Linked DNA regions of Oryctolagus cuniculus: region 2 is linked to region 1. The links are chromatin contacts, called in public Micro-C maps. All regions are on one chromosome and are shown on one strand. The core of a region is the stretch at or near the end of the contact, and the rest is flanking DNA. Distances in the headings are between cores, read along the strand shown. Region 1 holds the start of LPCAT4 (lysophosphatidylcholine acyltransferase 4). Region 2 holds the start of EMC7 (ER membrane protein complex subunit 7).

Region 1 (4,906 bases), core at 1,204-3,703:
CCGGGAAGCTGGGTCATGCCGGGAGACGAGGATGGCTTGGTTGAATCGGAGGAGGGCTGCGGTTGGGAAAGGATACAGGGAGCAGTCACTTGGCCCCTACTGGGGGCACTGCGTTCACAGCCTCCACTTCCTCACAGTGTGCGATGTTTCCCAGCTTCCTCTCTGCCTGGGGGACAACCCCAGGATTGCACGTTGCCCTTTTAGAGAACCGGCTCTATGGCCTAGTCCTGGGAGACCAGCTGATCAGTGGGGTTACTTTACAGTTCACTCGCCAGCAGTCAGTCTGTGTTCTGTTTCCCCTCCTTCTCTCCCCTGTGCCTCAGGTCCCCTTGGCCTGGAACCATCACCCTCCCCTCCTCCCACACTGAACTCTCTTACCTCCAATGACAGGCACAGAGAGGTTCTCAGCTCGGGACACAACCTTGGGCAGGTCACAGGGCAGTAGGACAATGGGGTCAAAGAAAGTGGAATGGGGGGCAGCCACAAGGACAGGGGCTTGAAGGCGAGAGGCCCGCTGGCCCCGAACACGAATCCGGAGGAAGCCCAGCAGGAAGAAGAGGAGGCGGCTCAGGCCCAGCACCCCGTTGTGGCACACGGTCCTGCCAGAGCAAGGTCAGATGTCTGAGGGGATGGCACTGGGACCTCTCTCCACCCCCAAGGTTCAGGAACCCAGGAAAGCAGGGTCTCCCTTTTGCCCTCAAATACTTTGGCCACGGGGCTGGAGTCTCTGGCCCCTTCGGGAAAGGTCAGGTAACATCCCTTAGAGATGGGGATCAGGGAACCTGGCCGGGGCTGGCTGCCTCATCTCACCAACCCAGGCTGGGCAGGTGCACTTCACAGCCCTCTCATCTTCTCACAGTGGGGGCAGCACGGACAGCAGGGAAACAAGAAAGGGGTCCATCCCTTCCCCCACTTACTTCCTCCATCCTGTGATTGGCTCCTGAAGCTGCTCCTCAGTGAGACCGGCTACTTGCAGCCAGGCAAAGGGCCAGAGGAGAAAGAGGACGATAAAGGCCAGAAGCACTCGGACGGGGGCCAGCAGTGCCCCCAGGAGGCAGAACTGCAGAGGGAGAGAATGCCACTGCAGAGCTGGGAGATGACGCTCCGCCACGGCCAGGGACCCCCTCCCACAGGGACAGACCCAGGAGCCACCACCCCTTGCAGGTGCCAAGTGGCGTGCCAACAGGAGAGGGGCTGGGACCCAAGGAGGGCAAGAGGGTGGAAGATGAAGAGCGCAGGGCCTCCTGTTCTCACATCTCGCAGCTGGTCCCCACCCCACCTATAAAACCGAAGGCACAAACCGCATCAAGTACTGGGCAGGGCTGCTAGGAACACTTAAAGAGAAAACCCGTGAGAGCGCCTAGCACTGTGCTTGCTATGGAGTCCGCTGGAGGCAGGGCCTCCTCCCCCAACTCCCTTTCCATAAATAGCTCCTATGTCCAACAGAAACCAGGTGCATGGTTCTTCCCACTTTGGGCTTGGGAGGCAGAGGGCTGGAGACATCGAAGGTGCGCTTTTCAGTGGGTCGGTCTCCAGTACTGCCCAGCAGCAATCCCCTGGCACTGGGGGGATGGCAAAGGGCTGGACCCTACCCAGGACTCAAGGGTTGCCAGGAGCCAAGGTAACTCCATAGGCTGCCCTGGGGAAAGAGGAGGTAAACAAACCTAGTCCCTGGAGCCCGCCTCAGGGGAGGCGATGACAGCAGACACCTTGAACGCTCCCTGCCCACACCACCTCCACTTCCTGTGGCCAACCCTGCCCCCAACGGGAGGTGCTGCAGTGCGGGGCCTGGAGGTGGGGGGAACGGGCAAAGGGGGTGATGGAAGGGCGCAGGGGCGCAGGCTCCGGGCCCGGAACCGTCCTCCCTCCAAGTCAGAGCCCCGGAGGAGCCGTGCGCACGCCCCCGCCCCCAACCTCGGCTTCCCGGAGCATCCGACCCCTTCCAAGCCTGTCAGCTCCGCAGGACGCAGACAGCGTTTCCCAGGCTCCTCCATCTCCTCTACTCCTGGGTCCCCTCCAGTCCTCCATCCCCACCTCCTCGATTCTTTCACACCTTCGAGGTGACCCATCGCGTCCCCTCCAAGGCTCCTGCCCACCCACCCCCGGCCGCCCCCACGTGCGCACCTCCCGACGCCTGCTGCGCAAGCCACGCAGCCCGGATCCCCGAGCCCATCTGCCGCAGGGCTCTACATGGGCCCTGTCTCCCTCTGGCCGCGAGGGCTCCCGAAGCCCCCTGCCCACGCCTCACCTTAACCCTCTGGAGGCGGGAGAGATGTAACTCGTGCACGAAGGGGTTGGGGGGCGCCGGGGGCCCCGGGGTGGCATCGACGGGGGCCCAGCCCCCCGGGCTTCCCTGGCTCATGGCGGGAGGAGGTGGGCGGGAGGGCGCCCCGGCCCCGGCCCCGGCCCCGGCCCCGGCCCCGGCCCCGGCCCCGCTCTGCAGCAGCCGCTGCTCCTGCGGCAGCGCCGGCGCTCTGGCCCGGGCCCCGCCTGGCGCCGGCCGCCGAGGGGCGGGGAGCAGGCGGCGCGGCCCGGCCCGCCCGCGTTGTCAGGGCGCCGGCCGGGGGCGGGGCTTCCAGCGCCTCCGAGCCGGGCGCGATGCTCGCAGCGCCTGCGGCCATTGTCCGCCGAGGCCGGGGCGCGACGCCGGCGCCGCGGCCCTGCGGTCGTTCCCCTCTGAACACCTGGCCGCCGCCCGCTAGCAGGCCTCGGGGCTCGGGGCGGGAGTGGGGCCCGAGGTGCGCGCGGCGCCGAGCGCGCCCTGGTCCTCGGCGGAGCGTCGGGAGGGGGATGGAGGTGCGGGTGCGCCCTCCGCCGGGGCTGGCCGCCGTAAGGGACCTTGGGGCCCGGCTCCTGAGCGGGCTCCCGAGCCCCGTCGCCGCTCCTGGTAGGCCGGCCACCTCTGCTTCCAGGTCTGGGCGACGCCGCCATGGCGCGCGGACTTGAGGCGCCGGCGCCCCCTGGCGGCCGTGTGGCGCCGCCTCCGCGTGCTGGCGCTGCGGGCCGCGGTCGGCGCGCTAACGCCCCGCGTGGCGCCAGGTGCGGGGAGAACGCAGTCCTGCCCGTCGCCCCCAGGGCCCAAACCACCCCAGAGAAGGCATTTCAGCGGCCTGGGTTATAAGGCCACAGTGAGATAAGGGACCGGGAAATCTGGGTGGACTTTGAGAGCCAGGAACCCAGTAAAAAAAAAAAAAAAAAAAAGACAAGTGCGACGGAAAAGGAATGCGAGTCGCATTGCCTTCAGCTTGTTAGGTAGAAAGGTAGGCATTAGCCCCGGCGTGTGAGAGGCTGAAGAACGCACACGGCGCGGGGCGGCGTGAGGAGATGGAGCCGGCTTTCGCGCTCCCCGGCACACCGCACACCGCGCTGGAAGCGTCTCCGCCCGTGCCGGGAGGAATTTCACAGGTTGCAGGCCCAGCCATATCCCAGAGGAAGAGGGCGGGAGCAGGAGAACCGTGGGCCCCCAGACCCCTAGGAAATGCAGTCTGAGTGCAGGCGGGGCTTCGGATTCTCTGCCGAGACGCCTTGCTTGGCCTGCCAGCTGTATTATTTCACTAAACTTGAGCAGCTTGCTTACTGCCAATGTCCACCTCCCCTCTGAGATTCTCTCAGGAAGACGAGGACCTCTGTTCCAGCTGTGTTGAGTTCCAGGCTCACCTTGCTTTATTTATTCTGCCCCAGTGATTGGCAGTTAGGGGAGCTGAAGGGCTGTGGCTCCACTGGCTTCTTGAAACCAGGTTCCAGGTGGATCTGCTTCTGGGACTACGCTGAAAGGTATGCAAACTCATGCATCCTTTTGAGACCAAGGAGCAGGATTGGGGTATTTTTGTTTGTAACATGGAGGTCCCCACACGAATCACACATGATTTCCAGATTCTAGCTTTTTTAAAACCAATTTCTTCAAATTTTTTAAAAATTTATTTTCATTTTGTTTGAAAGGCAGAGAGACAGGGACTCAGAGATTTTTTCCATTCATTGGTTTACTCTTAAAATGCCTGCCACATCCAGGGCTGAGCCAGTGTGGAACCCAATCCTGTTTAGCCATGTGGGTGACAGGGACTCAAGTACTTGAGCTGTTGTCAGTTACTTCCTAGTGATATGCGTAGGCAGGTAGGTGGTGAGGGACAAGGAGCCAAGGAATGCCAACACCCAAGCCTTGTGCACCATTCCAATCCCATGACCTTCTATACCAATTCAGTATGACTGAAGGCTTGGCACATCCACCCCCGCATCATTCAGCTAAACCTCACTTCGCATCAAACGGCAGAAACCATGACATCTTTCTGGCGATCCATCAGATGTGCCACAGCCCCACCCCAAACCCTGCTTCCTTTGAATCTTCAATGAGGCCCTGCCCTACGCACCCTTTATTTAGTCTATTAAAAGGATAGCCTCAGTTTGAGTGGGGGCAGTTCTGTGTCATGAGGTTGGCTGCAGTCACATCTGAGTGTGTGCTGCTGCTTTGCCTTTCAGTAAATTCTGCTTTTTTGCTCACCTCCATCCACATCTCTTAGTTGTATTTCTACATATGTAGGAAGACAAGAGCCTAGAGTAAGTCTACCCATGGGCCTCTGTGTGTCCAGCCTGGGCTCCTGATCACCACAATATAATCTGAGGATTCTCACCGTAACACCAGGCTGCATGTTAGCAAGAAGCTGGATGTGAAGTGGAGGAGCTGGGACTTGAACCAGGCACCTTGTGTGAGATGTGAGAGTCTCGAGTTAGTGTGTCAACCAGTGCACCAAACACCTGCTCTTTTTGTGTGTTTGTTACAGAGGTGGAGAATGTCCAATCTGCAAGCCATATGAGGCTCACAGAATAATTTAGTCTTTCTTGGCGTAACTAGCAGGCTCATTTTTAAGCTGGTATTTTTTTTAAAGATTTGTTTATTTGAAAGTCAGAGTTA
Region 2 (4,906 bases), core at 1,469-3,968, 250 kb before region 1:
TGGAAATCTCTACATAGTATATAGTTGGTCTTCTGTATATAAAGTGAATTAAGAACGAATCTTAATGAAAAATGGAATGGGAGGGGAGTAGGAGGTGGGATAGGAGTGGGGTGGGAGGGTGGGAATGGGGAGAAGAAACACTATATTCCTAAAAGCTGTACATATGAAATTTGTGTTCATTAAATAAAAACCTTAAAATTTTTTTTTAAAATGAGATTATGGGGAAATATCAAAATGGACTGGGTATATAGCATTATTATTGATTTTGTTGAATCAATAATGGTAACATATTTTTTAGAATTCCTTATTTTTAGAAATATATAATAAGGCTTTTCTAAGTGAAAATATGCTTAAGATTTTTTTTTAGAAATATTCCAGAAAAAAATAATGAAATGAAGACAAGACATGAAATGAAACAGTAGACTTCAATGAGTACCTAAGGACTCACAGTTATTCTGCTTATTTCTGTGCTTCTGAAAATTTCCACAATAAAAATTCAAAAGTATATACATTTTATAACATCACTATGGCAAAAAAAATTGAAAACTACCTACACATCCCAAAACAGAAGGCTGGTTAAATAAATTATGTATACAAGTAAATACACACAATGATGACAGCAAGAAATGGCATGAGAAGTTTTCAGCCGCAACTCCCCTTATCTGCTTTGGCAAAGTCTCAAGCCACCTCCAATAAGCATAGGTCAAAAACTGTTTCCTAGTTATTCAAAACAGCTCCAGTACAATTACCTACACTTCTTCCAACAAAACTCATTCATCTTTCTATATACAAACAGGAAGAACAAGGATACAATAAAATGCTATGGCTGTTACCTCTACTTGTTTAGATATTTTCTTCAATAAACAAATTAATATAGTACTTCTTTTTTTAAACATTTAGTTAAATTATTTGAAAGGCAGAGTGACAGAAGTAGGGAAGGAGGAGGAGAGAGAGAGAAAGAGGGAGAGAGATCTCCCATCTGCTGGCTCATTACCCAAATAGCCGCAACAGTCAGGGCTGGGCCAGGCCAAAGCCAGGAGCCCAGAACTCCATCTGGATCTCTCAAATGGGTGGCAGGGGCCCACGTACTTGGGCCATCTTCCACTACTTTCTCAGGCACATCAGCACATTAACACTTTTCCCAGACACACACATTCTAAGCAGAGCAGCTGAGACTTCAACTGGCACTCTAATGTGGGATGCTGGCCCTAATACATTACCTCTTAAATGAAAATGATAACTGCTTTTTAAAAAAATGTATACTGTGTAAAAGAGAAGCCAAATGGTCAACTAAAGCTAATTTTCTAAAGTTTAATAGAGCTTTGTTATTAAAACACCATTAGTCCGAGTATACCCTAAAGATGTTCTAATGTTAGGTTATCAATGACAGCATTAAAATACTGGATAAAAACTTGCCATTATCAATCTGAGGCTAACACTCTCCTTAAAGGGCAGCTGGATGATCTGAACAAATGTGCAAATCAGATTTAGAATTAAATGTGTGGATTTGTGTTGCCTGGTCTTCAGAAACCACCTGTTGAGGAACAAACCCTTCTTCCTTCACTAAATGTGGTCTTTCAGTTCCCAATTTCATTTTCCAAATAGTGGTGGGAAGATTTAAATCACATTTTTGCCTGGACAGCTGAAAAACAGGCTACTGCAAACCTCGAGCGCTAACAAATTCATCCTCTTTTACTATAAACAGAAATTCCATTTCCACGAATAGCTAGAAAAGTCGAAAGCCCTGGTCTTACATAAATGACAAATGTGATGCTGCAAATCCCTTGATAAACTCAAGTGTTAAAAAGAGCAACAATCCCACCCGCAGGCAAAAAAGGTGCTGCGATTAGGGACTTCAGGGCTCATTAATTTTAGAAGCAGTAACATTAGTCTCCCAGTCTCTCATCACTAGAAGTCCTCCGGGCTTTGAGAATTCCCACCTGTTTAGCATCTTTCTAGGCAACATCAATCCACAACGAGTGTTAAAAAAAAAAAAAAAAAAAAAAAAGCGATCCGGTTCCAAGGAAACCACCTGAGATGCAAAGCAAAGAATCCAGCACGAGACATCTGTCCACCCGTCCCCAGGGCCGAGAGCAGTAATCCCCAAACGGGGCCACCAAGGGAGTGGAAACGCCCGACCCCCCAGCTCTGGGTCTGGGGCGAACGCCTGTCACCCTCATTTATGAGGTCCGGAAAGGGAGGCGTCCAGCTGCCTCCCGAGGTCTCCCGGCACAGAGGGAGAGCAGCACCTGCCCCTCCGCTCTGACAGCGACACTGTCCCCTGGCGACAAGCAGCTCTCCTCCATCCCAGCTCTCTCCGCGGCCCTCGGAATGCTCACTTCAGGAAGCCGACGTGCTCTTCTCCGTCTACAAGCACTCGGGCCGCCGAGATCCAGTCCTGAGGCTTCACCCCCGGAACGACAGCACGCCCCTCAATCTTGAAACGATCCCCGACCCCACTCCCTCCCGGCCCCTCGGCAGAAGCCCCAGGCAACTCAGAGTTCTGGGCAGTCCCTGAGAGAAGCAACAAGGCGGAGAGCAAGCCCCACAGAGCTGCCGCCATGTCAGCAGCACTCAGCAGTCAAGGCCGGCAGCTCCGGAAACCCTGCTGGTCTCCCAGCCGCTACCGCCGCGGCCGCCGCTGGCTCTTGTCGTCATCACTGCGCGCCCGACTCAGGCCCAGGCTGCGGGCTCCAATCAGAGGGAAGAAGTCTTGGCCAATCGAGTTGCGAGGCGGGCGTGGCGGAAGTACTGCCCCGAACTCGCGGAAGTGCGGGCTGGAAGGCGGGGCGAGGCGCTGGGTCAAGTGCAGAGGGAGCGGTGTTGGCGCGGCGGTCTCAGAGGCTGTTAACCTCACGGGAGTAAAGAGTGAGGAGGCTGAAAGGGGCGAGGCCGTGCCCTGGTGTCCGCGGATGGGGCTCCGGCTTGCGCAGAAACAGAAAACTCCGAGAGACTTTCCGAGACAGGAGATTGAAGGCTCCCAGTGTGTGTGTTTATAGGGAGATGCAGTAGTGCTTACATAGGACCCCAGTACTTGACTGAGCCAACGCCTGCTCCCTCCCAGGGTGCGCATCGGCAGGAAGCTGGAATCGGAACCAGGACTTGAACCCAGCCACTGCGTTATGGGATGTGGCATGCCGAGCAGCCGACCTGCTCCTGTATACTTTCTCTCTGCTTACTTGGAATACCAATACAAACTAAATGTTATGTAAGCAGTTGTTACACTATATCGCTTAGGGAATGAGGAGTTTTAAAATCTATACATGTTCAGTATAGACACAGTTTTTAAAAATATTTTCCACCCCCAGTTGATTGAATTTGTGGATGATGAACTTGCAAGGTACAGAGAGCTTACTGTAGTATGCTACTCATTTTGTGAAAAGGGAAATAGAAATGTTTAGTATACTAACATGCAAATAACATTTTATAAACATAGTATTAAACAAATATACTATAGCACATAATAATGTTTATATATATCCCTTTTACTGGTAGCATATGATAAATGCAGTTCTGCACTTTGCTCTTTTTACTATATATAATTTGGAAATTATCCTTTAAGACTGTTTCCAGGCTGGCACTGTGGAGAAGTAGGATAAGCCTCCACCTGCAGTGCCAGCATCCCATATGGGTGCTGATATGAGTCCTGCTGCTCCTCTTCTGACCCAGCTCTCTGCTATGGCCTGGGAAAGCAGTAGAAGATGGCCCAAGTCCTTGTGGGAGACTGGGAAGAAGCTCCTGGCTCCTGGCTTCGGATTGGCCCAGCTACAGCCCTTGCGGCCCTTTGGAGAGTGAACCGATGGGATGGAAGACCTCTCTCTCCCTCTCTCTCTCTGTAACTTTACCTCTCAAATAAATTAAAATCTTAAAAAAAAAAAAAAGAATGCTTTCAATCTTGCTATTAATGCTTTTGCTGAAGTGAGTTTCTCTGTGTGGTCTCCACAGATTTTTACATAGTAATCCCCATTACGCATGGGGGATACATTCCAGAACTCCCAGTAGATTCCTGAAACCACAGATGTACCAAAACTGTGTATACTGTTTTGTACATAACTTAAGAGTTTTATGTATAAATTAGACACAGTAAAAAATGACCAACTACAACCAAAATAGTACAGTTACAACAATGTACTGTAATAAAAGTTGTGCATTATGAATATCTCTCAAAATATCTTCTTATACTGCACTCACCTTTTCTTGTGGTGGTGTGAGATAATACAATGCCTACATAGTGAGGTGAATGACCAGCATTGTGACTTAGTGTTAAGCTACTAGGTATGGATTACTTGAACAAAAACACTGTGATACCACATTTAGTTACATAACCAAGACAGACAGCTACTACATAACTGATGGTCAGGTAGGGTACACAAACACAGATACCTTGGGCAAAGGGAAATTCACATCTTGGGCAGGATGAAATAAGATAGCTTGAGATTTCATCACACAACTCAGAATGGTGCGAAATTTAAAATTTAAGAATTGGGAGTAGGCATTTGGCTCAGTGGTTAAGATACCACTTGGGACACCCACATCCCATATTAGATTGCCTAGGTTCAAGTCCTGGGCCTGCCTCAGCTTCCTGTTGATGCAAACTATGGGACGCAGCAGGAGGTGGATTTCCCACCCACATGGGAAACTCGGATTAGGGTCCTGTCTCCTGGCTTGGCCTGGCCCAGCCCCACCTATTGCAGGTATTTGCAGAGTGAACCACTGGATGGGGGGAGCTCTACCTGTGTGTGTGTGAGAGAGAGAGAGAGAGAGAGTGTGTGTGTGTGTGTGCCTGTCAAATAATATTTTCAAAGTAAAATTTATGAATTTTATTTTTGGAATTTTCCATTTAATTTGTTGTTTTTTTAAAAAGATTTATTATTTTTTTATTTATTTGAAAAGCAGAGTTACAGAG

The links. A called contact is a pair of places that touch in the nucleus more often than the background predicts.
Region 2: a Micro-C map of ear pinna shows a contact between it and region 1, with 4 times the contacts expected there. The contact joins the promoter of EMC7 here to the promoter of LPCAT4 in region 1. A contact is called at or near these places in 2 of 6 Hi-C or Micro-C datasets (ear pinna and an unstated tissue).

Annotation. Positions count from the first base shown.
Region 1 is chr12:55,626,484-55,631,389 of mOryCun1.1, reverse strand. It overlaps LPCAT4 (lysophosphatidylcholine acyltransferase 4), which reads right to left and starts at 2,453. Exons shown (of 14, transcript XM_017348160.3): 1 at 2,249-2,453; 2 at 918-1,060; 3 at 379-599; 4 at 1-56. The coding sequence starts at 2,362. LOC100355813 (olfactory receptor 4F15-like) reads left to right here and starts at 2,791. Exons shown (of 3, transcript XM_008269585.3): 1 at 2,791-2,887. The coding sequence starts at 2,791.
Region 2 is chr12:55,872,259-55,877,164 of mOryCun1.1, reverse strand. EMC7 (ER membrane protein complex subunit 7) reads right to left here and starts at 2,718. Exons shown (of 5, transcript XM_008269259.4): 1 at 2,340-2,718. The coding sequence starts at 2,563.